Linked DNA regions of Mus musculus: all the other regions are linked to region 7. Evidence: chromatin contacts called from public promoter capture Hi-C and targeted proximity ligation data. All regions are on one chromosome and are shown on one strand. The core of a region is the stretch at or near the end of the contact, and the rest is flanking DNA. Distances in the headings are between cores, read along the strand shown.

The links. Promoter capture Hi-C pulls out the DNA fragments that hold promoters and counts their contacts.
Region 1: a promoter capture Hi-C map of liver shows a contact between it and region 7. A contact is called at or near these places in 6 of 39 promoter capture datasets (the C10 cell line, the HPC-7 cell line, cranial neural crest and 2 more), 4 of 484 Hi-C or Micro-C datasets (cerebral cortex, embryonic stem cells, myocytes and 1 more), 4 of 130 datasets of targeted methods (bone marrow-derived macrophages, embryonic stem cells and stem cell-derived neural progenitor cells) and 2 of 9 other capture datasets (adipose tissue and liver).
Region 2: a contact with region 7 is called in a promoter capture Hi-C map of liver, with 2.3 times the contacts expected there. A contact is called at or near these places in 2 of 39 promoter capture datasets (liver and pre-B cells), 5 of 130 datasets of targeted methods (the SCID.adh cell line, bone marrow-derived macrophages, fibro-adipogenic progenitors and 2 more) and 3 of 9 other capture datasets (adipose tissue, liver and pancreatic islet).
Region 3: a contact with region 7 is called in a targeted proximity ligation map of pancreatic cancer cells. A contact is called at or near these places in 1 of 39 promoter capture datasets (macrophages), 6 of 130 datasets of targeted methods (the NIH/3T3 cell line, the SCID.adh cell line, bone marrow-derived macrophages and 3 more) and 2 of 9 other capture datasets (adipose tissue and liver).
Region 4: a promoter capture Hi-C map of liver shows a contact between it and region 7, with 3 times the contacts expected there. A contact is called at or near these places in 8 of 39 promoter capture datasets (the 3T3-L1 cell line, 3T3-L1-derived adipocytes, the HPC-7 cell line and 5 more), 6 of 130 datasets of targeted methods (the SCID.adh cell line, bone marrow-derived macrophages, embryonic stem cells and 2 more) and 2 of 9 other capture datasets (adipose tissue and embryonic stem cells).
Region 5: a contact with region 7 is called in a promoter capture Hi-C map of the HPC-7 cell line, with 2.6 times the contacts expected there. A contact is called at or near these places in 11 of 39 promoter capture datasets (the 3T3-L1 cell line, 3T3-L1-derived adipocytes, the C10 cell line and 6 more), 2 of 484 Hi-C or Micro-C datasets (CD4 T cells and embryonic stem cells), 3 of 130 datasets of targeted methods (CD8 T cells, embryonic stem cells and memory CD8 T cells) and 3 of 9 other capture datasets (adipose tissue, liver and macrophages).
Region 6: a targeted proximity ligation map of the SCID.adh cell line shows a contact between it and region 7, with 33 read pairs. A contact is called at or near these places in 19 of 39 promoter capture datasets (the C10 cell line, the HPC-7 cell line, HPC-7-derived erythroid cells and 14 more), 4 of 484 Hi-C or Micro-C datasets (the G1E-ER4 cell line, bone marrow-derived macrophages, germinal center B cells and 1 more), 30 of 130 datasets of targeted methods (the 230-238 cell line, DN3 thymocytes, the SCID.adh cell line and 16 more) and 3 of 9 other capture datasets (adipose tissue, liver and macrophages).

Annotation. Positions count from the first base shown.
Region 1 is chr15:55,883,194-55,886,142 of GRCm38.p6, forward strand. All of the region lies in intron 1 of Sntb1 (syntrophin, basic 1), which reads right to left. Among named protein-coding and RNA genes, the nearest start is that of Sntb1, 22 kb to the right of the region's middle.
Region 2 is chr15:55,223,063-55,226,078 of GRCm38.p6, forward strand. The region is part of intron 8 of Deptor (DEP domain containing MTOR-interacting protein); the gene reads left to right. Among named protein-coding and RNA genes, the nearest start is that of Gm26296, 38 kb to the right of the region's middle.
Region 3 is chr15:55,244,529-55,247,395 of GRCm38.p6, forward strand. The region is part of intron 8 of Deptor (DEP domain containing MTOR-interacting protein); the gene reads left to right. Among named protein-coding and RNA genes, the nearest start is that of Gm26296, 17 kb to the right of the region's middle.
Region 4 is chr15:55,151,850-55,154,825 of GRCm38.p6, forward strand. It overlaps Deptor (DEP domain containing MTOR-interacting protein), which reads left to right. Exons shown (of 9, transcript NM_145470.3): 3 at 1-62. Among named protein-coding and RNA genes, the nearest start is that of Gm9920, 40 kb to the left of the region's middle.
Region 5 is chr15:55,862,735-55,865,682 of GRCm38.p6, forward strand. All of the region lies in intron 1 of Sntb1 (syntrophin, basic 1), which reads right to left. Among named protein-coding and RNA genes, the nearest start is that of Sntb1, 43 kb to the right of the region's middle.
Region 6 is chr15:55,070,575-55,073,714 of GRCm38.p6, forward strand. It overlaps Taf2 (TATA-box binding protein associated factor 2), which reads right to left and starts at 1,578. Exons shown (of 26, transcript NM_001081288.1): 1 at 1,273-1,578; 2 at 819-873. The coding sequence starts at 1,355.
Region 7 is chr15:55,556,028-55,559,238 of GRCm38.p6, forward strand. Mtbp (Mdm2, transformed 3T3 cell double minute p53 binding protein) reads left to right here and starts at 1,381. Exons shown (of 22, transcript NM_134092.3): 1 at 1,381-1,710; 2 at 2,474-2,554. The coding sequence starts at 1,593. It overlaps Mrpl13 (mitochondrial ribosomal protein L13), which reads right to left and starts at 1,285. Exons shown (of 7, transcript NM_026759.3): 1 at 1,231-1,285. The coding sequence starts at 1,257.

The sequences.
Region 1 (2,949 bases), core at 73-2,572, 330 kb after region 7:
TCAAAGAAATTGAAGGGCAAGCAAATGACAGAATAATACCTTCTATTATGTAAAACTGTCCTGGTCAAATGGAAACCATAAAAATACAGAGGTAAAATGTGGTCAGGAAGAGAGCTCACCGAGTAAAGTTCTTGCCAAATAAGCATGAAGACCTGAGTTAGATTCCTAGAACTGATGTAAGAAGTCAGGTGTGGTGGCACACTGGTGAAATTGCAGAGAGAGGGAGGAGGAGGGAGGGGGAGGGAGCGAGAGGGGAAAGTGGAGGGAGCAGGAGAGAGACTGTGTGTAAGACAGTCATGATTCTTTGGATGTGACAAGCCAGTCTGGCCTAAACAGCAAGCTCCAAGTCACGGTACGATCCTGTCTCAAAAACCAAGGTGGATAGTTCCTGAGGCATGACATTCCAGGTTGACCTCTGACCTCCATGTGTAGAGCATACTTGAATAGGACTTGGGCTTGGGTATAGAGAAACACCTACAGATTTGAAAACCATGCTCAGGTGATCAGAGAAAGACCTAGAGTGCAGCTCACTGGCTGTGAAGATGGAGAGAGTGTAAATCTGTCACCCAGCAGAGAGGTGCTGAGAAGAGGAATGTGTACCAAGAGAGGGAATGATGGTTTGGGTTGGGGGAATCTTAAGGATTGCCTGGATCATACATTCAGGAGTGTCCATGACATCTGCCTGTCTACCCATCTCTCTCTCTCTCTCTCTCTCTCTCTTTCTCTGTCTCTCTCTGTCTCTGTCTCTCTCTCTGTGTCTATCTCTCTCCCTCTCCATATATATATATATATACATATACATACATATATATGTATATAATTATATATATGATCTATCTATCTATAATTATATACCTATATCTACATCTATAATTGTATACATATATATGTGTATATATGATACATCTATCTATAATTATATATGTATATAATATCTATCTATACTTATAAACATATATATATATATATATATACAGAGAGAGAGAGAGAGAGAGAGGGAGAGAGAGAGAGCGAGGAGATAACTATGCAGGTCCAATGTGAGCCTGACTAACTAAAGCAAAGTTCTTCCTGCCTGGTGTTGTGCCCAGCAGAAATATTTAATCCCAGCTTCCCTTTGAAGCCAAATCTCTTTGCTCGATCCATATCCACGGTGAATGGTGCTCTGAATAGGACCTGTTGACCTGCAGGCTATCAGCCACGTCTGCTGAGTCAGTGGTTCTTCCCTTAAAAGTAGCAAGTGTTAGAGAGCAAGGAGATAATGTCTAGGGTTGATCAAGGAAATGTAGCCTAAGCACATTATTAAAGTGACGGTGGTAACTACAGGAAGAGCTAAATATGGAAACTGTTCAAAGTGGTTTCCTTTGAGAAATGAACCAGAGACTGAGGAGAGAGGGTGAGGTCCAGCAGCTGAGGCTGCAGAGCACGCTTTGTGTTTTAAACCTGCTGATGGATGACAGTGGAAAGGAAAAAGGACAGACTAAACGTTCCTAACATATGCCTTAACTCGTCACTGATTGCAGAAATGTTAAATTTAGAATCACAGCATCACAAACTGTAGAATCTCTTCTCTTCCACTTTCCAAACAAACAAGTTGAGCGATAAGTCGAGGGGGTTACCAAAGCCAAGGGGCAAGGACCAAAAGAGGGAATGTGAATGTGGCAGCACTACTAGATCTGTGATTTATTCTGAATTTCAAAGATCAGAGACTGGATGCATTCTCATCCAGGGACTTATGGTCAATTCTACAGGCCCTTCTGGATGTGTATTGTACTGCAATGGAATCTCCCTAGACTGTATGAAAGTCCAATGCAAATGATGAACAGGACTTGAAATTTCCAAAGTGAAAGTCTATTTCAGGGAGGTAGAGGTCAGAGGCCCCCAGCCTATACATGGTTATACTATTCATTGGTGTGGTGACTTGGTCAGGGGTATCTGTTTCTATGGTTAGGATAGCAAAGTATCACAAAGCAGTGTCAGATCGACAGGAATGCATAGTTTCCTAGCTCTGTCAGCTAGAAGCACAAGCAGGTTGTCCACTGGGCTACTTCCCTGGCAGAGACTATGGGCACAGGGCATCCTCCCATAACTAGCATAAGACTCATCATCTTCTCTTAGTCATGTATTCACATGGTATCCATCCCTGAACGTCCACAGTTCAAATCTCTTCTTCACATAAGTAATATTGGATTAAGGGCATAGTCTAGTCTAGAAAGATGTTAACTAACGGCATTTACAGAAATCCTTCATCCAATTAAGTTTAACTTTTGAGGGACTAGGGAATCAGAGTTCAATATATTACTTAGGGATTGGGCACAACTCATTCCATAACACCTAGTGATAACCAAATCCTTGAAATGTTGCCCCTAAAGATTTACAGTGACAACTGAAATTATTTGCTGTTGGGACTATATCCCATTGACAGCTAAATTAGGTGGATAACAAAGATTTATGTTTTAGGAACTAATTTCTCCCTTTTAAATCCTCTGTTAAATTAACTGGGTAATGCTAATTATAACTTTATCTCATTAATGAATGTACTCTCTAGGACACTTTTATAGGATGCAATAATAATTGCAAATAAATATGAAAAGTATGTATAGCTATGGTATATTATGAGGTATATCACGCATATGAAGCTATGCTATAAATGGAAAAATGTTATTTAACAGGTTCTCACGCAACAACATAGAAAATATTCACTCAATAGACACACTCAAAAGTTGAAGCCTCAGGTAGACATTTTAGGTGTCTCCTCTGTTTTAACTGTATGACTGAACAAGTCTGCGGGCCTCCCTCATGTGGGAAAACCAACATAAAAATTTAAAATGCAATTTGCTTTTCCATTCAGCTATGATATTTACCTCTTGCTTTTCACTTATGAAGAAAACTGAGGATAACAGGTGCCCTTTGCCTTTGACTCAGATCTCAGCATAAAGGTCTCTAAAACCC
Region 2 (3,016 bases), core at 324-2,823, 330 kb before region 7:
CCTGGCACTGAAGCAGAATTATTGACAGATCTAATGGTATTTTTTTGTAAAAGGGGTCAGGGAACCCGGGCGGGTACTTATTATCTACATCAGAATTTGGGTACTTAGCATTTGCATCATGGCTTCAGATATTTTATAGCCATGATCTCTTTGATTTTTCCAACCTCTTATGAGGATGTTTGGAAAAAAACCTCCCTACTTTATAACTGAGGAGATAAGGACCCAGTTAATCCCTTTCCCAGTGTCACTCAGCATATAAATGTCAGGGCTAGATTCAAATTATCATGCTGCTGGTGATGTTGGTGGTTGTTGTTGCTGCTGCTGCTGCTGTTTTGAGACAGAGTTTTACTTATCTACTCCAGGGTAGCCAGGATACTATTTATTATGTTGCCTAAGTTAGAACAAAGATGTTATTTCAAGATATAGAAACTGTTGAGGCAGAGCACAGTAATTGGTAAGTCCCAGTAGGTCATTAAATGTGTGGTGAAGTACTTAAGGGTGCATAACCTTGCATGTCTCCTACAGAAGGGAATTTATATTCTTTTCAAACATGTTTATAGAATGGTCACGTGCTATAGCTGAGGGTAGTGTTGAACACCTTTGGTCCCGGCACAAGAGAAGCAGAGGCATTTGGATCTCTATGAGTTCCAGGCCAGCCTGGTCTACAGAATGAGGTCCAGGACATCCAGGGCTATACAGAGAAACCCTGTCTTGAAAAACCAAAAGGACAGAGACAGAAAGGGAAAGAGCAAGGAGAAAGAAAAACAGACAGACACACACACACACAGGGGGAGCGGGAGCAGGAGAGGGAGAGAGGGGGGGGGGGGATGAGAATGGTCACATGCTCACCTGGATTGGTTTGAAGAAGATCAAATAAATAACTTGTTCTTGGCTTCAGCCTCTCACTTGGACCAGAACTAGATCTTACAGGGTCACCCAAGGGAACACTCCAAAACACTCCCTTTTGTTTGTTTAATCAAGCCCTTGTATCAAGCCCTTGTTAGAGCAAACCATTCAACCTTCAGGCTCCCTCAGACTTGTGCCATTCTTACAAAGACAGAACCAGAGAAGTCCAAGGTCTTCTCTCTCTCCCTCTCTCTCTCTCTCTCTCTCTCTCTCTCTCCCCCTCCCTCCCTCCCTTCTTTCGAGAATAATTAGATCTGTGAGAATCAGCACTTGAGTGTTCCTGCTGGCCTATGCCAAGTCTCACAGGCACTTCTAGACTCCTGGCTCCTTTTCTTGTTTCCTGCTGTGCTGAGTTGATGGATGTTGGCTTACTTCCTCCCCTTGTTTGTTTCTTTGTATGTTTATATAAAAACAACTACCTGAGTCACAGTACCAAGTGAATGGCATTGCCTCCTTCTGCACTGCAAGAAACCTTCCTTTCATCTAGAGAAAACATTTCCAAAATCCTCCTCATTAGTCTTCCTTTCCCATGTATGTTGCTTGGAACTTTCCTCTCAGGACAAGAGAGACCAGATTCCTACCCAGTCAGCGTAGAGTGACCACCAAAGCAGATAGGAAAAAAAACCTCCCTGGGCTCTGAAAGAGCTCTCAAATAGTTTGTTTTTCAATCAGTAGCTACTGATTGCTGCCCTGGCCTGCTTGTCACACTGGGCCATCATGGGATTGACAGGTGAGCAGAGAAGACATTAGGCAACTTATCCAGGATTGGATATATAATTATGTGTACATATAACTGATTACATGTAAGTCACATACATATATAATTATGTGTCTCTGAGATCCTACCACTAAAGGAAAGAGAGTGCTGGCACTTTTTACAGGGTGGGAAGGGGGTGAAAGGAGGGCTTCCCTGAGGAGAGAAGAATTGAGCCAAGGTCTAAAGAATGAGCAGAAATCAGATCAATGTGTGGCTGTGAACTCGAGACATCTGTGTCAAAGATTGTGTCTTTAGAACACGCACGTCCCTTTTCTCTGCTTCTGAGTCACAGAGAAAGTAAGGTGTTTACCTTTGCCCCATATTCCCCTTGGCAACAATGTTGTGTCTAAGCTCATGTGACCAACACAAGTGACCGTGGACCTGAACTCTCAGAATCTATGCGCCAAAATTAATCTTGTAAGTTGTTTCTATTGGGTAATTGTTTTTACAACAAAGTAAAAGTCACCAATACAGTTTCATAAATAAGGAGGTAAATACAAATTAAAACTTAACTTGTTGTTGGAATTATTTAATCTCAATTGGAGGAATCTACCCTGACTTTGATCATTCAGTTCCTAGACAGAAGACACACAACTAACTTTTATTATTATAATAAGCCTTAATCAGCACTGGAGCTGGGCAGATATCTACCCTCTAAGCTATTGGAATCTACTTCCCCATCAATAACCCTGGATTACAATTTGCCATAGGCCTGGGGGGGTGGGATATTTAGCATTACAATACATGGGAAAAACCCCAAAACTCAACAATAACTAAAACATCTATAAAGAATTCAAACAGCTCATCTGGGTCTGGCCTATGATCCCAGCACTTGGGAAATAGAGGCAGGAAGATCAGAAGCGAAGTCATTCTTGGCCACACAGTGAATTCAAGACCAGCTTGAACTTTGTGAGACCTTGTGTCAAGAACAAATTTTAAAATGTCCTACTTCACCACATGTGCCACGTAGATCATAGGACATGTCTGTCACTCCACATCCCTAATGCTTTTCTTCCGTCGACCCCTCCACCAGTGGCAACTCGTGATGGGATTCTTTTTTTTCTTTTTTCTTTTTTTCTTTCTTTTTTTTTTTTTTTTTTTTTGTCATTAGATTTTTAAAGCCAGTGGGATCCTTGTGACTTGGTAACTTCAGGCAACTGACTTCATTTCTCTCTGACTTGTCTTTGCTGATGACATATATATGGCATCTTCTTCGGGGCTGGAGGGGGAGGTCACGTACATAGACCCGTTCCCAACCATAACAGATATACTGCCCCTCCTTCCTTCTCCTCAGAGTGAATGTGTTGGCAGGTTCCCAAGAGGCAATACCCCATATAATACTATACTCTTCAA
Region 3 (2,867 bases), core at 28-2,527, 310 kb before region 7:
CCCCCACTTCACTCCCTTTCCTTGAGATTTTGTTTTTATTTTATATATGTGGGTGATACACTGCACGTATGGCTGCGCACCATATACATATAATATCAGAGGAGGCCAGCAGAGAGCATCAGGTCCTCTGGGACTGGACTTACGGATGGTTGTGAACTCCCACGTGGGTCCTGGGAACTGAACCCAGATTCCCTTGAAGAGTAGCCAGGTCAGTAGTCTTCACAGCCAAGCCATCTCTCCAGCCTCAGACTCTTTCCCATCCATGTCTGCTTACCTTTCTCCTGATCAGTCAGGAGGCCGTTTGTTTGAATGCAACACTTCTGGGCTGCACATTCAGTGAGATGGGTGAGTGCAGATTTCTGGGCTCTGAACTGGTGCACCAAGGTGTTGTGTTTCTCCTAGGTCTCACCCTCACACCCCACCCCCACCCCCACCCCTGCTTCTGCTGTGGTAGGCTCCCACCATGTGTGAGTGACTGTGGTAGGCTCCCACCATATGTGAGCATGTGCAGAGTCACACAGTCCCAGGGACATTCCATCGGTCTGGCATGTCTGCCAGGCCTGGTGAGGAGAGAGGAATGAAGAGACAGGATGTCTTACTTCACTTGGCTTTCCATCAGAAGGACGACTGGAGTTCTGCCTGGGGGTTCATGGCAACTTGGTGACGCCCTGACATGTACTGGGTGCTACCTCCTTCATCCTGCTAACTCTTTAACCACCAGTGTTGTTGCATGAGACTTCCCTCCCTAAGCCTGTTTGCTCGGAACTACGCCCTAATCTCTGCTTCATGTGTCACAGGAAGGTTTTGTTCCCAGTCTTCATTAATAAGCATGCGATCCTGTCCCCTCGTTTGGAGGTCAGAGCCCTATGTCCCTGTGGGTGATAAAGTTGATTGTTTTCCTTAGAACTGAGGAAATGAAGGTCAAGCTCACTGGGTACTGTTATTTGCCTGGCATGTGTGAAGCTCTGGATTCGATCCCAACTGAAGGGACAAGGATTCTCAGTTCAAGGACAGCCTCCGCTCTACTGTGAATTCAAACCCTGGGCCACATGAGACTCTGTCTCCAAATAAGAAGAGAGGGTCTAGGGAGATAGGATAAAACGCTCAAGTTAGGATCTCCAGTACCCGTGCAAAAGCCAGGCGGAGTAGTGTGCCTGCAATCCCAGCTCTAGAGAGGTGGAGATGGACTCCCTGACTCACTACCCAGCCAATCTACTGAGTCATTGAGCTCCAGATTCACTGAGGGTTCCCCTGTGTCAAAAGCAGTAAGGTAGAGAGTGATTGAGGAAGATACGTGACATCAACCTCTGACTTCTATACACATGCAAACACACACCCACAACTGAGGGAATGAGTCAACTGCAATATAATCTTGGCAAACAGGTATGTCTGTTAAAGATATATACAAGTGAAAGAAAAGCATGACTGCTTCACCAGTCACTTCCAGGAGGTGGACAGCTAAGCCTCCAGCCCAGTGGGGAGAAATTATATTCCTAAAGTGACCTGTCCAGCCAGCACCAGTCATACCTTCTGTGTGTTTATGCGGGTGTGCTTTTTAGCAAAGAGAACTAATTTCCCTCCAGGCTATGTGCTTCCTGCTGTTACTTGTAATGTGTGTTGATTTGCCAAGAAAGCATGGGGTACCAAAGGCGCTAACTGAAAAGCCCACCTCCATGGGCTACCTCACAGGTACATGGTGGGACCTGTGGAGCTACATCATTTAGAACATTTAAGCAAGGATGCAGAAACTGCTTGAACCACAGTTATTGAGGCCTCTTAGGGAGAGGTGACGTCTTTCCAACAGCCGGACTCTAAAAATACCACCATAGATACAAGCATGAGTAAGGTTCTGAAGACATTTTTTCTTTATTCTGGGAAACGATTTGAAACATCTCAGTTTATGTTATTGGTGAGAAATGATTGCTTTGTTACATGGAAGAATGGGAGAATTATTCTTATCCTGTGTGTGTGTGTGTGTGTGCACGCGCACCCACAGAGGATTGACATGCATGTATGCAGACATCAGAAAAAAATACTGCAAGTCTTGCTGTGTCATTTTCCACTACCTCTTGAGACAGAGTCTCTCAAGGAACCTAGAGCTCAATGGATTCCTTCTCCTCTTTCTCTCTCTCTCTCTCTCTCCCTTCCCATTCTCCTGTCTCCCCCTCCCCCATAGAGGAGTTATAGGTAGGCATGTGAGACCATACCTACCTTTTACCTGTGTAACATGTAGTTTTTACTTCCCCAATTTAAGCTCTGGGCAGACCTTACACTACCAGCCCCACCCAGGAGCCACCCTGGATCTGTGGGTGAAACACACACACACACACACACACACAAACTTATTTTTAATATGCTTTTGGCTCAATGGCAAGATACTTCTAAGCCTCCCACAGCTAATGTGCCCTTATCTTCATTCCCAGCTCAACACCACTAATTCTGCCCTCAACTTTGTTGCTCATTTACCTTTAGTACTAGCTCAGCACCCTAAATCTGCCCTCTGCTTTAGTTGCATTTCTAGTCTCCTGCTTGCTATCCCAGTTGGGAAATGCCCAATGGCCACTCTACCCGAGATCTCAGATGGCTGGTGACTCTCGCTCCCTCTGAAGCATGGAGAAATCTTTTCTCCTTCTGCATCTGCTAGCCTGCCTACAGGAACCTCGAAGTCCCACCTGTTCTGCCTAGCCATTGGCCGCTAGCATCTTTATTGATCTATCAAGAACCAACTGGGGAACAGGACCTTCAGTGTTCACATGCAGATTCCCCATCAAAGCATCAGCACCACCCCTACACACCTGGGTGCTGGACCTTTCAGCTCAGATGTCCATTCCTTTGCAGCAAACACTCAAGCACTTTTACCCAGTGAG
Region 4 (2,976 bases), core at 317-2,816, 400 kb before region 7:
GGGACCTTTGCACTGGACAGTGAGGTGAAGGCCTTCATGAGAGGACAGAGGCTCTATGAAAAGTAAGTCCACTGCCATGTTGACTCGGGAAACGGAAGCGGGTGCTGTTCTTTGGCTTGGTTACTTATTTATTTTGAGAAAGGATGGTAGGCTGTATCCCAGGCCTGTGTTCTCATAGGATAACCTTGAATTTCTGACCCTCCTGGCTCTGTCTGCTGAGATTACAGCTGCACATCATTGTGTATGTGGTGCTGAGGATAGAACCCTGGGCTTTATGCATGCCAGGCACATGGCCTATCAACTGAGCTTCAGCCGCCCATCTGTCTGCCTCTTCCCATGTCGACCTCAGCGTGGTTCTTCATGTGGGTGGGTTACATAACTGTTCCTTTTAATGGGAGGAGGTTTCTGTCACATAGTCGCTTCTCGAGTTGCCAAAAATTAAAAGTTAGTTTCAGAAGATCCATAAAACACTTTATCAAAATCATATTCCCTATTCTTAAGACAATTGAACAAAACTCCAGAAGTGAAAACAGAAGGGCACTGTTTGATGTTTTCCATCAAGAGATGCCCATGATCTTTTCCTTATTGGGTAAATGAGACTGTTGTAGAATCTGGAGTCAGTCATATGTGCTGTGCCCAGGGGAAATGTTAGGGTCATGTCAGGTAGTTAGTGCTGAGCGCCCTTCAAGGAGCAGGATCTGTGAGGACAGTATTTCAGCTTTCAGGAAGCAAAAACATACCATATACCTAAAACATACCATATACAGCTTAGGACTACTGGGTTGGCAGGTCTGGAGTCTCCCAAGGGGTTTATCTCCAAGCTAGTCTGCTTTTCTTTCGCCTCTAGCTTTTCCTACCATCTTTAATTTTATTCAGGGCAACATTTTGAGACTGGACTGCCAAAGCAATGCCATTCCTTAATCTGGTTGTCTTGCAAGGCTTTGGACGTCGTGAAAATTCCTATTTGTCACATAAAAGATGATACAAGCATCTCCCTCTCCATAGTAGGTGGGTGTAGGTGTTACAGTGAAGGCCTAGGAAGTCAGACAAAAGAACAAGAGGATTAAGGGCTTAGGCTCAATTTTGGTCGTGAACATGGGCCTTGCTCATGCTTCATGTACCCTACCACTGATACTCCTGCCTTCTTTGTATCCCTTCCACCCAAGACCACCTGTGCTTTGCCAGTGATATGGTAAATATTTGACGAGAATCATGAATAGGGACCAGGGATGTATCTCAGATGCACACATTTACCTAGCATGTGTAAGACCAACGAGGAAGAGGGAGTGTGGCTTTGGTGTTTTGTATCGTTAGGTTTTTTTGTTTATTTGTTTGTTTGTTTGGTTGGGTGTGTGTGTGTGTGTGTGTGTGTGTGTGTGTGTGTGTGAATTCATCAATATTCCAGGACTCTATGCCTGCTATATACTTTGTAGTTATTAATAACTCAGTGGCCTCAAATTCCAAGTAAATGTATTTCTCCAAATTCCTTGCGAAATTAGCACTGGGAAAAAGAAATTTAATATGTATTTAACCTTAAGTGACCCAGCTACGGTCTCATAAACCTTGGCCACTGCTTTTGGTTGCTGGATGTTTGGGACACATTTTGGGCCGTTTGAAATGGACTCTTCCATTGTATGCATTTTCCTTGGTTTTTGAGTGATCTTTCTATGACTTTCAGGACAGGTATTATTGTGTAAGTTTTAGATACTTTAATAACATTAAAAGTGAAGAGTTGGTTATCTAGTCAGAGACTTTGTTTATCTATTTTTTTTTTAATAATTAAAGGGATTTTTTTTCCTACAGTATTTTCTCCAGAATACTTCTTTGGGGTATTTTTAACATTTACAACATGAAGGTCTTACAAGATTATGTGTTCCTTTTATTATTCTTATTTTAAGATAATAATAGTAGGAATTTATTGATTGCAGAATAACTTATTGCAAAGCTTGACTAGTAGAGGTTATTGAATTACTGCAGCATGGCTGATTTAGATGTTGTTGTTGTTGTCCCTGTTTCACAGTGGGGGAGAGGGTGTGGCAGGCAGGGAAAGCTGTCTAAAGTCCACTAATCAATCACAGCTGCACTTTGCAGCCAAACCCTGGCATTGTTGTCACTCAACTAGCAATGAGTCCTAAATCCTTCTTATTTCTCTTCATAGAGATTAAATATATTAAATAAACATTTACTCCAGAATACCTCTTACTATAAAATGTGGCCGAGGATTTGTAAGTTGTCAAGATAGAGAATTTTCAGTACCAGGATCTACAGACAGACATAAGTATGAGATCCTACTTTGGTGCCAGTATCCCTGGTGTTCTGCTAATAAGACCTGATGTGGATCTGGCCTGGAATGCCTCCTTCGTGTGGATGGGCTTTCATGGTACCAGAAGGCACCATGCAAACTTCCAAAGGAGGGAGGCAAACCACGAGCAGTCTTACCCAACTATGATGCCAATGAACCTCATCAACAACCAGCATGGCACCCCAGCCTAAGAGTGCAGTGGGGGCAAACGTCCCTTAGCAGTAACCAGTAGCTCTCTAATGTTCTCACAAGAGGGAAACCATGCCTGGCGCTAGGAGCCTAGGTAAGTAACTACTCGGTGCTAGTGAAGTCAGGGATATTGGAGGAAAATCAACAATCACTAACTTGCTAAGCCAGCATAGTCCCTAACTATAATGTATAAACACTTGTCCTTATACCCACAGGTAAGTAAGTGTAGTTCTTACCCCTCATCAAGAACACTTCTCTTTGTAATAGATGGAGACCACTACAGAACACCCACAACCAATCAAAATGCAGAGTTGTGAAGCCCAGTCCCAATGCAATATGTCTACAAAACACTCTGCACCTAAGACTCGGGGAACATTGCAGAAGATGGGGGCAAAAAGATTCTAAAACCCAGAGGACGAGGGGGTTTACTGTGGGATCCTGTCTCCTAGTAAGGTCAGAATCTACCTCCATAAATTGTCACCAAC
Region 5 (2,948 bases), core at 102-2,601, 310 kb after region 7:
TGGGTTGGAACTTCCATCTTCGAGCCAAATAATTCCTTTCTGAAGTTGCTTTTGTCAGAAATTTTATCCTGACAAGAAGAGAAATAGATAGTCCAAGGCAATACATTTGACTGAATAGGAAGGTAATATCCTTAAATCATGAAGAACAACTATAAAAGTTAATTAACTGAACAGAAAAATGAGTGACGACTATAAACGAGACATCAAAAGGCCCTTGAATCTGTAATAAGGCCAACTCACCAGAAATGGGACTTATAAATAGGATTTCGTGTTGCTTGTGATCAACCCCTGTTCCTTCACCATTGTACCACTGCAGTCGAATCCCAGTTAGTAGCAGATGAGAGCCGAAAAGAATTTCAAGGCTCAGTTCTTATTTATGAAATAGCCTCTCAGGAAATCCAAGGCAATAGATAAAACAAAATCAAGGACATGTGGAAAAATCTTAGCTTCTCACACCTTCAGCTATCACAGACAATAAACACAGCTCAACTCAAGAGGCAAAAAAGTTAAAAAAAAAAAACAAAAAAAAAACAAAAAAAAAACCCCACATGGTGCATTAGAAGTGGTACATAACTGACAGCTAACTGACTTCTGTCCTTAAACTCTCTAAGCTGGTTCAACACTATTCCAGTTGTCCTCACTGGATCCTAACAGCACCAGAATTTCATTTCTGTCCCCACAGTAGCAATCAGGAAGCTGTGACTCATACAAGGTGATAACTACAGAGCTTGCTCTACAGAGGGAAGTTAGGGCCTAGAGGTATATCTAGCCAGGGCCCTTTCACTTTTAATCATTTATGATCACACATACAAGTTTAAAAAAACTTATAACACTTTCTTCATTTATATATCTGTGTGAGGGTTATGGGCATCTACCTATCTATCTATCTATCTATCTATCTATCTATCTCTATGAATGAATATATGTCTGAAGGCCAGAGACCAACCTTGTGTTTCATTTCTTAGGTGATTGTTTACCTTGTTTTTTAGGGTACTTACTGGCCTAGAACTTGCCAAGTAGGCTGTGTTAGTTAGCCAGTGGGTCCCGGGCTTCTGCCTATTTCTACCTCCTGGGTCCTGGGATTGCAGACATCTTATAAAAAGGCTGATATTTTATGTGGGCTCTGCAGATAAAACTCAGCTCCTCATACTTGCACAGCAAACATTTGATTGATAGCTCCCAACCTGTGAACATTTTCTCTAATAGTTAAATATATTAGTATTTTTTTTAATTGAAGAGGTCCACTTCTAGACCCTTCCATATTCACAGAATGGCAATCTTAATAAGGTAGGTATGAACCTGGATTTTCTAAGTCATTGCTTCCCAGACACCTTTATCCACTACTCTGAGTTGTTTTGACTACAGTTTTGAGTAGATACAGGATGCTTGTTGGAGCAGCCAGACACCTGCAACAGAAGGATTTCTTCTTATCAAAATAGTAACTCAAGTTACAAATCACATTAAGGCTGACTTCCAGCAGTCCATGGACTTTTAGCTCATGGATTGCTGGTTCTCAATAAAAGTAAAGTCATTGAAAGAGATTTGACATGGTTCTTTGCTGAGAATAAGTCTGATGCATTTTCAAAAACCAACCTGTTTCCCTCAACTTCTCTGAAGCTTTCTACCACTGAAACAGCACTACTGATCAGAAGCCTCAATGACTATGGATCCCAAAGGGCAGCATTTGAGTATTCTGTGTGCCCTGGCTGTATTTTATAGGTTAAAAACTGGATTTCAAGAGGTACACAAGAGAGCACTCTGAGAGCAGGAGCTGGCCTGGGACTCAGTGTTTCTGTGGATGTCCTTCCTGTCACCACTGTTCTATTCACTAACAAAAGCCTTGCTGTTTCCAGCCAATTGTAGGTCCAGCACAGTGCACTTCACTGGGGTGGCAGTTCTGCAAAGCAGTCAAAATGATTACCAGGATGGAACCAGACAGGAAACCCACTTCCTTTATGCCCGCATCAGGATGAAAAGAGGGACAGCAGACAGTGAAAGGCTGTGCATCCGGGCTGAACCCTGTGCTGTCACCTCTTGTTACCTGCATGAAAGAAGGCAATTGTTTGGATTTGAGGACTGGACGAGTTTCTTGATTTTCAGATCCAGCCACTGTTCACTCACAGGCTGTTGGCTGGCCAAATCCAATGCCATATATTCTGTTTAGTCCCTGGTTCAAGAGACAGTGTAGACTGCTTTTAGCCTTATTGCCTAATATGATTTCATTAATAGTCCTCTCCATGTTTTGGTGGCACTCCAGTTATGGCCTTTGGGGACAGATGGCTTGCTGGTTTTCTTTGTTTATATGCCACAACCCTGGTCTGTGTTCTGGGTACTGGTGAGCATTTAGGCTTGATAGAAACAAAACAAAATTTAATTTAAAACAAAGCAGAATTTAATCCTAACAGGATACTAATGAAGACTGATAATATTTATTGAATAATACTTTATAAAAATAACTACAATGTGAATACAAGGTACTCATATATCAACAGTATGCATAGATGAGAAAACTGGAGGTCATTAGTACACAGATAACAGTAGCCCTGAGACTGAACCAAGCTCCAAAGCTCCATCTCTCTCTACAGCCCCAGTGGGGTTTGTTTGTTTGTTTGTTTTGGTTCGGTTTGTTTGTTTGTTTGTTGATATTTAGACATTATGAGTCTGGGCCATCTCTAGCTACACACACCTATGTTCTAAGTGCTGTGTGCTGATGATAGCTCTCTGTCAGATGCATAGGAAGGATTGCAGAATAAGGATGCTATCTTCCTGGAATACTCAGGGAAATGGTTAGCCCACTAAGTCTCCGAGAAAATGGCAGCTAGGAGGTTGGTTCCACCTTGGGATCCAAATTGTTCTTCATAGGCAAGGTGAGATTGTACTTCTATATGGATGGCTGGTCTCTGTTTTACCATGGCAGGGAGTCAGGGGCATGGTGCAGGAGTAATTCT
Region 6 (3,140 bases), core at 328-2,827, 490 kb before region 7:
ACAGTGACAGTGTACCCACATATATGAAATAAATATGGCCAGAGCAAGCAGGATGGGGGGGGGGGAAGAGCTGGGACTTAAATCTTATCTGTGTCAAGAGATTACAGTGAAGAATCAATGGGTTAATATACATATCCCTTAAGGAATGTCTTATAGCCGGGCAGTGGTAGTGCATGCTTTAATCCCAGCACTTGGGAGGCAGAGACAGGCGGATTTCTGAGTTCAAGGCCAGCCTGGTCTACAGAGTGAGTTCTAGGACAGCCAGGGCTATACAGAGAAACCCTGTCTTGAAAAACAAAAAACAAAACAACAACAACAACAAAAAAGGAATGTCTTATAGACAAGAGCAATTCAACTAACACAGTATAATTCTATCAATCACGTTGACTCTAATAATGCTAAGCTTCACTGAGAGGTATCATGAGTTTCCTATACTGCTGAAGTAAAAACTTAAATTACAAATACTCCCTAATGTTTTCACGTTCTATCCCCAAATAGCAATGTGTGACAAATATTCCAAATGACACTCCATAAATGAACAGCTGAATCTAAGACTGCTATGACTACAGGCTGTCCTGTCTAATGCACAATGTGAAGGTGTTTGACTATAAAGACTTCCTATTGCACAATATACTTAGCATATTTGAACATTTTAATCAGGAAATGGGAAAAGGTGGGGAGAACAGAGAACAGCATGTATAGCAAACTAGACTTGAATTCTTATGTCTTATTCTGGGGCACCATATAATCTGGAAGACTATAGAATCCCCCCCAAGAACTGTGAAAGGCTGACTTATGATGACCGGGAGTGATCTTACCACAACTGATTTTCGCTGGAAGTTTATGTTGTTGATACAGACGACCTGATGGGTTGTATATATAAAAAAAAAGAAAGAAACGACTATTATTATATGAAAGCATAAATCTAAGTACGAATAGGGACTATATACTGAGCCGCTCAAAAACCACACAGTAGTTTGTCTTCGAATTCTACAAAATGAGTAACCTGCTTATTTTAAATCGAGCAACAGCCATGAAAAGGTTTGTCTTGACAAAAAAATATAGCGGTACTTTAAGAAAGGTTTATGAGCCCGTGGGCGGGGAAGGAGTATGCTGAACAATTATTCAAAACCGTTTCACCCTACAAACATCATGTCCCCTGGAGTGGGCTCTAATTTCCCACTAGTTTCCCGGACTCATCAAGTCACTCACAGAATCAATGAAAACAAAATCAGAGCAGGGCGAGAAACGGAGTAGGGGAAAGGTACTTATAATTTGTACGGCCGTGGGCTTTCGAAGCCCTTGTCTCCTTTCTTCCTGTTCATCCTGGAGGACTCTAAGCCGGTGGGCGGCATGAAGAGCTCCTGCGGGGCTCGCCTTTCAGGCTGCACGGGGCGCTGCAGCGCATTCCCGGTAGCGGCCCGTGCACCCGGAGCGCCTAGCCACCCGTCCTCCGCCTCCTGTCCCCTCCCCGACCACTCTCAGCCGCCTCCGCCCGGCCCCTGTCACACAGATGAGCCGCGCTACAGGAGCTCTAAGCGGCCGCCGCCGCCTGCGGACATCTTGCCGGTCACCTCTGACCGGTGACGTCAGAGGAAGTGGCGCGGCCGCGGAGGCAGAACCCGGAAGTCTTGTCCGGGCGTGAGTGGGCGGGGTTTGCACGATAAGTTTGGGATTTCTCGTCTGGCTTTTCTCCTTTGTCTCAAAACTATTTCTAAAATTAAGAGAGCAGAGGGAAGATTTACTGGGTGAGAAAAGGAAGATGGGGAAGGAAGGAAGGGACGTTAAGTGTTAGGCGAATCGTGCTTGTGGAAGACAAGAAGGGATGGAAGGGGCGAGGGACTAGGACCTAGTAATGGTCCCGAAACCATTGCTGTCAAGAACAAACTCACCCATTTGGACCTTGTGGTTTAAACTCCAAATGTGTAATCAGACCGCAGGGAACTCTCAAGCCAGAAGTCCCATGGCCTCCGTATTTGTCTTATGAATTAACAGATTTTCTTTTTGACATTTTTGAAGCTGTGGATTTTCTATTCTTGAGGGTTAAAGATGCAAACCAATGTCCGTTAATTCCGTTAGAGTATTGTCCATTAACATTTTCCCACCTGCACAGATTTCACTCCACCTATCTTTTTTACTCCTGACAAGGTCGTTAGCTGACTTTAAATTAATTTGAACTTTTCGTCTAAACAAAACCAATTAGGAAAATAAAGCCATAACTTTATTAAACCTTCCAAAACTAGACTTCGTTTTTCCCAATGAACATTTATTTATTAAACCCACACAAAGTAAAGGCAGAGCTCATAAATGGCTTACACAATCTTTATGCAGGACCACTTCCTCAAGCGTTCTCATTTGCTGGGACCATCGTCAGACTTATAATTTTTTACAATTCCCTCAAGGTAGCAGTAGGCTTGTTCCAAGTTGCAATCTTCTCAGAAATGCAGGTGAATGAAGTGCAGTGATAATCATACCCAGTGGAAACTGTTGTTTTAAAGATAGACTGGGGGGGCTGGTGAGATACCTCAGTGGTTAAGAGCACCGACAGCTCTTCCAAAGGTCCTGAGTTCAAACCCCAGCAACCACATGGTGGCTCACAACCATCCATAACAAAATCTGATGCTCTCTTCTGGAGTGTCTGAAGACAGCTACAGTGTACTTACATATAATAAATAAATAAATAGATAGATAAATAAATAAATATTTAAAAAAAAAAAAAAGAGGGCTGGAGAGATGGCTCAGCGGTTAAGAGCACTGACTGCTCTTCCGAAGGTCCTGAGTTCAAATCCCAGCAACCACATGGTGGCTCACAACCATCTGTAATGAGATCTGATGCCCTCTTCTAGGGTGTCTGAAGACAGCTACAGTGTACTTACATATAATAATAAATAAATCTTTAAGCAGGAGTGAGCAGGGCCAAGCTGAAGTGAGAGAGGTCAACCAGAGCGAACAGAGGTCCTAAATTCAAATTCCCAGCAACCACATGACAGCTCACAACCATCAATACAGCTACAGTGTATTCATATACATAAAAAATAAATAATAAATAAACTTTAAAAAAAAAGATAGACTGGGGAAAACTTGCTTTTTTTTTTTCCACGGAGGTGCCAATCTGCTAAAAATCTTTGCTCAGGAAGCTG
Region 7 (3,211 bases), core at 131-2,630:
TATTCCAGAAAGATCTTGTCCAGGTACTTTCATATGCATATACACAAGGATTATATGCTAGAAAAATACACTTATAAGCTTGTGGTTTCATATTAGTTATCCTAAATTTTAAACTAGCCTATGCATACGCAAAAGACAAGTTTACCACATTCCATGTGAACTAATACTTTAAAAAAGCTTGATAAATAATAGAAATACTGCCACATGTCAACTTGCTGTCAAAGTTTTAAATATTCACATCTGTTATTTACCTGATTATAGACAGGTAACAACTACATTTAAAGGAAATGTACTTCAAGTAGTGTTAGGCTAGGAGTTGTCTTGGATTAACATATCAGAAACTAATTCTTTCTCTTCTATCTAGAATCTGCTTCAGTTTCAGTATTCCCTATGAGTCAGCCTTCCGGTTGCCCAAACCAGAATTCTTAAAAGTTATTCTTGTTTCTCTTTACACCCACATTCAAATCTTTAATATATATTGTGGACTTCTTAGAACTCCAATGTTTCAGCCTGACTTGTAAAATGAGTATTTTGTGTGGTACACTAAAATAGAATTCTAACTGAATTCTCCCTTTAGCCCTTCAAAGATCTCCCATCTGTGAACAGTTTATCTTCCACCTGGCGGCTTGAGTGCTTGCTTGATCCTTCTGATGCCTAAGACTTCTAGGTCAAAACTCTACAACAGGTCTTCATTCTTTATAAACAGTCTTAAGCAGCGCAGGCTTGACTTCAAGCTCACTAAGTATCGGAGAAGGCTGGCCTTGAACTTCGGATCTTTCTCCCTCCACCTCCCAAGTGCTAGGATAACATGCGTGCACCATAATTCCAGGTTTATGCGGTGTTGGGGATGGAACCCAGGCATGCTACGCTACATCAGCTACAGCTCCACACCTTCCCTTCCCCCTCCCCTACTGTACTAAACAAAAATAAACATCTTTTAGTGGTTTTTACTGCCCCACGTCATTCAACCTATTATTTCACTTTAGCTCTCTTTCCGCAAGGAACAAAAGACACGAAAGGGGCAGACTGAGGAGAGAAAGGAGCCAAAACAAAGATATCAAGTGGTAGGCAGACTCACAACCCTCTGGTAAGTGACTCCTAAAGCATTTCTTGGGTACGGGTGTCAGCTTCCCTGAAAGCTCAGCTTCTGCACTAAATCCCTGTGAACACTGCTCTTCATTTTCGCCAGCGTACTGAGCACACTATCCTGCCCGAAACGCGCAAACTCACCTGGGGCGCCCTAGAGAAGCTGGACATGCTCTCCGACCCGCGGCGTCCTTTACTTTGCACCCGCCCCGCCGGGGAACCAGCACCACGGGTCCGGCGGGAAACACAGACACCCGAGCATGAAGGTTCCTACTGCCGTCGCGTGCGCTCATCTGCTTCCCCGCCACACTCGGGTCCCCGCCGGTAGCGGTTTCGTTATGAGAGGAGCAGAGAGTGTGGCTCCTGAGAGAATAATTTCCCACAATAATTGGCGGGAAAACCGACGTAGGACATTATTTTGCAGCCAACCTGAGCGGCAGGAAACCGGAAGTGCACGTTGCGCGCGGCTCTTTTGAGACCTAACACTGAGTCCGGGCGCGAAGAGGATGGATCGGTACTTGCTGCTGGTCACCTGGAGGGAAGGGAAGTTTCGATCCGTGGCGGGTGGGGAGATCGAGCCTGGCACTGAGGCGACATCCCTGGAGAGCACCGACAAACAGCCCGGTAAGCTCTGGGCGGAGAAGAGGCGGGAACGACCGGCGGCGGGGAAGCGAAGGATTTGAGTTTCTGATGAAATCCCGGAGGGAGGCGCATAGGTCGAATGGTCCCGGGAACGTGCAACTAACTCTCTGAAGTAGTTTCTATAAGAACTGAGCAGTAGTATGTCAATGGAAAAGATATAAAGTTGTGGGTATTAGATGCCAGTGTCCCAAGTGCTTGGTGAACTGAATATTTGCCTGGTTGAATCTTCTGGTGGCATAGTCATCGAATTTTTGCTTTTAGGGAAGGTATGCTTGCAGAAAGAAGTGTCCCTTGGCGTTCCTACCACCTTGAAGAAAGCACAGAAAGAAATGATAGGTTCTGCAGATCTGAGTTTTACATTCTATGAAGGAAACATTCCACACTAAAAAAAGAGAAATGACCAGCTTTAAAAGATTTTAGCTGCATTGCTTTTTTGGCGTACTTGACTAATCTCAATATTACGTTTTCCTTGTTTTGATTAAGCAGACATTTTTAGGAAGAAATGTATATAGTTCGTATATACTTCTTTTGGAAGGAAGTTTTGATTTCTTGTTACTGATTAGCATATACAAATGAGGAGACTTGGCTGTTTTCTCTGCGGTGTCAGCACTTGAATAGACTTGGTCAACATGTATTCTGTCTACAACTTACTGGCCTTCAGATCCTCTGATAGTGAAATGGAAACAGGCCCTAGATTATGTTAACTCTTGAGTTAGATGACTGAGTCAGGTCTTTATTTTTATAGATTTGACCGCAACCAATATTTATCACCTCTTGAAGAGAAGCATCAGCGATTCAATCCATCCAGATGACAGTACATTCCCTGGTAAGTACAGAAGTGTAATGGTAATGAAATTCCTCTCCTATCCACCACCACCCCCCACCCCCAAAGTCTGACACAGCATTTTTTTGGAAATCAGTCAGTTTGATAACCTAGGAGTACAAGAAAGACTTGTTGACTTGAGAGGCACAGGGCTATGGGGGTATCTTAAAGAAAACCTCAACTACATTACTATTCCTTCCTGATATTTGAATGTTGTAAGTTTTTATAAAAGTTATTCTGGGTTCCCATTGTGAGAGTTTTGCTTCCATATAACCCTTGCTCTCCTGGAACTCTTTATCTGTAGACCGGCCTGGCCTTGAACTCACAGAGATCTGCCTGCTTCTGTCTTCCCAAGTGCTGGGATTAAAGGCATGTGCCACCACTGCCCTGCTTGTGGAAGGGTTCTTGTCTTGAGTAAAGACAACCCGTTACAGCTCCCACTCTGCCTTCTTTACCACATGTGGGTGTTGTTTTCCTGTCTATTTTACTGATTCTCTTAAAGCAAAAACAGCTTTGAGTCATCTGCTTTGACTTTCTGAAGTTCTCACTACTTTTTTTTTTGGGGGGGGGGCAAGAAATCTTCCCTACTTTTAGTTCTATTGGTACTTTACAAATATATCTATTTGTAAATGTATTTGATAATTTTCTTCTCTTTTACTT